Regions from separate parts of the Mus musculus genome. Here region 2 is linked to region 1. The links are chromatin contacts, called in public HiChIP or PLAC-seq maps. All regions are on one chromosome and are shown on one strand. Each heading gives the region's core, a stretch centred on a gene start, on an enhancer-like site or on the middle of the called end of the contact. The rest is flanking DNA. Distances are from core to core; before and after follow the strand shown.

The links. HiChIP or PLAC-seq counts read pairs in DNA pulled down with a chosen protein or histone mark.
Region 2: a contact with region 1 is called in an H3K4me3 HiChIP or PLAC-seq map of embryonic stem cells, with 3 times the contacts expected there. The contact joins the promoter of 5830416I19Rik here to the promoter of 0610040J01Rik in region 1. A contact is called at or near these places in 4 of 39 promoter capture datasets (the C10 cell line, embryonic stem cells, liver and 1 more), 3 of 484 Hi-C or Micro-C datasets (embryonic stem cells, reprogramming fibroblasts and uterus), 2 of 115 datasets of contacts at active chromatin or transcription factors (embryonic stem cells and stem cell-derived neural progenitor cells) and 1 of 9 other capture datasets (adipose tissue).

Annotation. Positions count from the first base shown.
Region 1 is chr5:63,810,932-63,814,025 of GRCm38.p6, reverse strand. It overlaps 0610040J01Rik (RIKEN cDNA 0610040J01 gene), which reads right to left and starts at 1,531. Exons shown (of 4, transcript NM_029554.4): 1 at 1,431-1,531.
Region 2 is chr5:64,043,449-64,046,542 of GRCm38.p6, reverse strand. It overlaps 5830416I19Rik (RIKEN cDNA 5830416I19 gene), which reads right to left and starts at 1,570. Exons shown (of 3, transcript NR_045384.1): 1 at 1,545-1,570; 2 at 1,356-1,394.

The sequences.
Region 1 (3,094 bases), core at 282-2,781:
GAGTTGGTGAGCAGGAGAAATGAACCACACATCACCTTCCTGTGTCTGCCTGTCACCTCTGAATCTCCCACTGAGCCTTGGAGCTGGCTGTTTACTGATTCTTCATACTTCCCAGAAACACTAACAACCCAGAACTCTCCTAAAGGACCGAGGCTCCATATTGTTGTTGTGGAGACCTGTCCTAGGACAAGGATTTTTACCAAAGAGGCTAGCAAGGTGTTTCAGAGGCACTGGTGCTTAGATGAGGAGAGCTACCATCTCCTCTTTACAGTAGTAACTGGAAACATATATGGGAGATACTATTATTTCTTCCTAAAAATAGTATCAACTAGACAAGTATAAGGGAAATACTATTGTATCCTCCTTAAGATAGTATTAACTGGAAAATTATGTGGGAGGAAACAACTTCAACAAATACAGAACCAACTGCCTTTAAAAAATAACCACTACTCCCACTTCTTTTCCATTCACGGTTCCAAGACTTTCTTTTCTCCAGCGATATTCTTCACCATAGCTGAGTTACAGCCACCCAAGGCAATCAGCCACAGGCCACAACCAACAAACACTCTCGCAGAAACCAGCACAGAAGTGACTCCTGGAACACCCACTTCCTCTACATTCATCGCGCAAATGTCTATACCAGGATGGAAAAGTAGACATTCAGAGTCGATGGAGATGGAATTATTTTGTTTTGCATTTAAGGTTAATTATGGTTCTGGGAGTGGGTAAAAGTCCCCCTGATATCTGCCTGGTATTACTGGAAAATTCTGCATTGGTGATATATATATATATATATAATCTCACCTCATCAGGGCTGTCCAGGCTACAAAGACCCAGGCGATTGACCTGGTAGATATTTGTCTATTAAATATTTACAGCCTGCGACCATTTAGCTCTCTCTCTTTGGCGCCCACTTTCCTAGTCCCAGGCTCTTGCGGAACACCACAGCGTCGTTGTCCCTTCATGCACCCTCACCATCGCCATAGACCCAACCCCAGAACCCAAGGACATTTCAAAGAAGGGCGGGGGCGATCAAATTCCTTTCCCGTTTTAATCAATAAAACCCCCCTAGAAGCGTAAATATGGTGACCCCGGGACACAGGGAGATGGGAAGATCTCTTACAATTTGTCCAGGTTTAAGTTCCCAGGAACAGCAGAGAGCTCAGGAATTGGGAGTTTAAAAATAAACCATTTTACCCAACCAGCACCAGCGCCTTTAGTTTGGAAACCTGTTTCTTGTCGCCACTCTTAGCATGCCTAGGTTGAATTCCGTGACTTCTCCTGAAGTCATCAAATCATCCATTGCCTTGCCTCATAGTTCCTCCTCGCGTCCCCTTGAGAGAAGGGGAGCCCAGAAGCAAAGTCGGGACTCCCGCCCAGGACCAGCCCTCTTCCCGGAGGAGCCCGGCGCAGTCCCGGACCGTACTTACCTGCGGCGGGGCGGCGGCTCCAGAGTCGCGGCGCCCATGGCTTCGTGGGCCTCGGGCGTCCGCGCTGGGACACGCGAGTGGGTCAGCGACGCCCGGAGCCTGTCGCGCTGCAGCCTCAGCCCGGGCTGCGGTCATTGGGCCGCCGCGTCACGTGGACGGGGAGCGGGCGAGCCTCCCAGGCAAGGGTAACCCTTTACCTGCGCCTTGGCCCGCGTGCGCAGGCGACAGGGACAAGGGGACGTCCGGTGATCTATGTTTGAGTGAGTGGTCAGCGAGCCAGCCCGCATTAGTTGCTAGATCGAGCGCACATTGCTTGTCGCCCGCCCGATGGCTAGACAATCTGCTCAGACGCTGCAGTGACGGTCGTTCCTAGGGGCTACAAACTTGCCTGTGCCCCAAAGGCTATTAGTGGGACACGTGAAAGAACCCCGGTTTCAGACCCCTTCCCTTGGAGTGTCAGGATATGGGACACTTCACCCAACACACTTTACCTACGAAGGGTAGAGAACCGGTGCTTTAATCTTGAAATTCGGTTTAAGATTTCGGTCTTCGGTCCACCTGGCCCAGAAGCTGTGGAGAGCTGGCATTTCCAGAAGCCAGGAAAATGTGTTGAGCAATTGCGCCATCTAGCTTCCTCTCTTTCCTCTCCATGCTCAAGGCTCGCAGTGAGAGGATTAAAAGGCAATGCGGGGAGAAGCAACTGAGAGAACTTCCCAAAGACCTAATTTTCTCCAGCGAGTTTTGAGTTGGACATCCCCGCTGTCTTCACAGGCATTTGCCACGCTCTATGGGAGAACACTCAGTGGTTTTTTTGTCCTTTTTAGTGCTAAAATACCTTTGTGCTTTCAAATGTCGATTTACGAGGGAAATCATACGTTGTTGAATGTCATTTATTGATTTGAAGAAAAAAATTTCTTGTTAGAATAAATGATGCTCAGGTTCAATTTCCAGCCTTGTCAGAAATTCCATGGGATACTGGTCCATTTATATATGAATTAGGTTTTTCGGATCAAAAAGAGACTTTGGAATTTGTTTTGGGTTTTTAGAGTCAGTGGGGAGAAACTTTGAGGTTCAACTCAGTAGTAGTAAAGAGAGGAAGGTAAGAAACTTGATAATGCCTTTAGTTTTCTTTTAACTCTTGGGTATTTAAAGTTCTTTTAAAGTAATTGTTTTGTTGAGAACTACATACACAATTGCATCTGATTGTTGTTTACAATATCACCAAAGCTTTCCAATGCTGCCTGCCATGTTTAAAGATATTTTGGGGTGGGGGGAGGTATATATGGGAATTCTCAGATCAACGGTGTGTGTGTGTGTGTGTGTGTGTGTGTGTGTGTGTGTGTGTGTGTGTATGTGTGTGTGTGAAGGTATCTGGAGAGGTTCTCCAAGGTCGTGTTCACTCACCTGGGAATTCCCGAGCGGCACTAGTCCTTGGCTATTTCCTGCTCCAGCCACAAGGGTACCCCTTGCACGGGTACACAGGGAACTTATTTTCTCCCTATTTTGCTGCTGAGTCTGGAATTCTAGAATGCAAGAGCTATTTCATTTACTTCCGTGTTCTTGGTGGAATGTGTGACTGGGTAAATGCTTGCTGACTGAATTCATCAGCTACTTCTGTATATTTGGAGAGAAACAAACAAACAAACAAACAAACAAACACAAAC
Region 2 (3,094 bases), core at 321-2,820, 230 kb before region 1:
CTTTCTCTCTCTCTTGCCTGAGAATCCTAAAAGTCCCACCTCTGTCTCCCTGCCCAGCCATTGGTCGATGGCAACTTTATTTCCTAACCAAAGCCAACTGGGGGCAGGGACCCTCCGCGTCCTACATGCAGACGTGCGAATTCCCATGTAATTTTGGGAACCCAATTAACGTAATACAAGCAATACACCAAATCTACAACCCTGCATCTCCAGTTTTCTCCGCCTCCCTTCTTCAGGAGGCAAAGAGACCCTTCATATACCCAACACTGGGTCTGTCATTCTAGAAATATCTTTTCTCGCACTGTATCCTCACTACCTCTCTCGTGATAACAGGTTCAGCTAGGAACTAAGGATAAGAGCATCCTTACGAGATAAATGTATTCCATCTGGTTCCAAGGCACAACGAAACCCAGAGAATTCACAGAACTGACCAACATCACGTAGTTGGAAAGGACAGAACTGTGTCTAGACTTCTGTGTCTGTGACTGCTTATGACATAGAACCACAGAGTACATTTTTACTGCCAGTGGATTAACATTCAAATTTCTTGCTACTTATTTTCAAAAGTAGAGCAGTCATAACGTTTGTTTGTTTTTCTTGGAAAATAACCACAGGAAAACCCAACAGTGACAGAGCTTTTTAACTTTGAGTGTGGCCCTTGCTTTTTGTTTCGTATGCCTGAAAGAGTCCCCTGGAGAGCCACCCAAGCCCTGCTGCATGTGACATGGCTCAGAGCCAGGCAGCAATCCTGCTCTTCCCACCCGGAGCCCTTGGCCGGTGGCCAGCCTGCAGCTCCGTACTCATACCCACTGTATTGTCTGCCGGGCTGGTCATGTGAAGGGATGACTGATTTAAGGACATGAACGCCATGATTCATAGGAGGGGGGGAGAGGGAGAGAGAGAGAGAGAGAGAGAGAGAACATTAGCTCACACACCAGTAGCCACTCTCAGCACTGACCCGTGTTAAGAAGAAGTGGTGCCGGTCAGACAATAGGAGAAGACCTACATCCTCTCTTTGAACTGACTGTGGCTCTGAGATTACAGGGCTTGGCCAGGAGAAGGATTTTGAGGCAATAAAGCAAAGAGCCTCTGGATAAGTCATATGCCAGGGCACAAAACATAAGTGGCTCTTTGACCTCAGTCAGCCTCCGATAGTCTCTTACAGTGGCTAAGAACTTTAGGTAGGTTTGAGTCATACAGCTACCACCACACATATTGTTGTAGCCAACGACTACATCTACTTCAAAGGATTCAGTGCTTTAACACAGGTACAAATCAGCACGGGACCCAATCATGGTAACTTCTACACCAGTGTGAGTTAGCAGGATTCTTAGGAGAGATGCAGATACAGTTACCTGGAAACGGAGTCGCCATTTCTCCATCTTCTTTCAACCCTGAGGATAGAAAGCGTTCCTACATTATCCTATACTGCCTCTGCCATTCTAGAAATAACCCTGCACCCCCACTCACCTCCCTCCCCGAACAGCGAGCTCATCCAACACGAAGCTGGCGAAGCTGGCGCGCACACCGGCTCTGACACATACCTCCCGGCAGAATAATGGGTGGCACTGAGAGTGCTTGTTCAGACCAAAGCAGAGCGGGTGAAACAAGGAAGTCGCAAAGTGTTGTGGTTTAAAACGGATAGACAGATAGACGTTTACAGTTTAGGATTACCGCCAGCGAGTACAGGGCCACGGGAGGAGACTCTCAGCCTTCAGACTATTTCTCTAACAAGGTGCTTGTCCATCCATCCCCCCCACACTTCCCCAACCTTCCCCAGCCTACCCTCCCCCGCCCCAGATAAAAGTGTCATGTGCCAAGACATGATCTCTTTAGATAACATTTTATTTATTCTTTTTATTACATTTCTTTGTTTTGTGTTCGGATGTGGGAGTGGCATATGAAAACCATCATGGGGGCTGGGATAGCAGAGACCACTCTGGAAAACGGTGTAGACCAAACTGAGACAGATGGGGAATCCCACAATCCCCTCTCAACGTCCAGCTTCCAAAGAAGGCCTGACTTCTTCAAGGTACACAGAACCTTTTAAAACTACCATCCAGTAACTGAGCCTTCACACATGCAGGTCGTTCATACTTTCAACCCAAGCCTTTCAGCCACTTTCTCTCTTCATTCTAACAAAAATAAGTAAGTAAATAATAAATAAATTCAAGAAATCAGCCCCCCACCAAGTTTTTCTTGATCAAAATGCCTCAAAAAGAGGAGGCTGTCTCTAACCCAGAAGTGTAATTTGACGCCTGTCTGCAGCAGTCTTCTGTGCTGATTAGCATGGACATAAATATTCATGTGCTGATTCATGAGGAGGAGGTGGCAACGAAGAAAGCATCAATAATTGTTGATTGTTATTAGCCATAAGTGGGGCTAGCAGAATGAGCTTATTATCCCCCAAGAAATGACATTAATGTTGGTTTCACACACACACAAACACATACACACACACACAGAGACTGCAACATGCATAGGAGACAAAGCCTAGATTGCACACATATAACGAGTCTTTCTTTTGCCATCTGTTCTTGAATTTTTTATTTAAAAATCTCTGACACATGAGTATTTGTGATGGAGGAAGTTGGCAACCACTTTGCACTCATTCTCCAAGGGGCCTGGAGGCCAGAGCATCCCACCAGCAGCTGCATGGTGCAGAGGTGGGCTGCCACTGGCACTTCTGTCTCCACACAATGGGAAACATTGTCCCTCTGTTCAGGTTGGAGATGTCTTTGGAGACCTATTATCCCGGGAACAAATAGAATGATACAATATATCCGTTGTGTTTGACAAATAAGGGAATAGGTACCACTGAGAGTCTAAACTGTCCTTAGTGTATTTGTTAGGATAAAGGGCAAGCTGCTATAATGCAGACTGTTTTTAAAAGTTCAGTGGCTTCAGAGAGATACCTTTGCTCTTTTCAAACAAGCCAGGCCTTCCATGTTGGCAGGATGGCTCTAATGCACGTGCTTCCTCTGGGATCTGGTTTCCCCTCCCTCCTGGAGTTGGTGTGTTAGCGATGTATGTGGTTGACAGAAGTATTTAATGGTGGCCTAGTATGTCTGAAGTGCTTGGACAGCATCCTCGA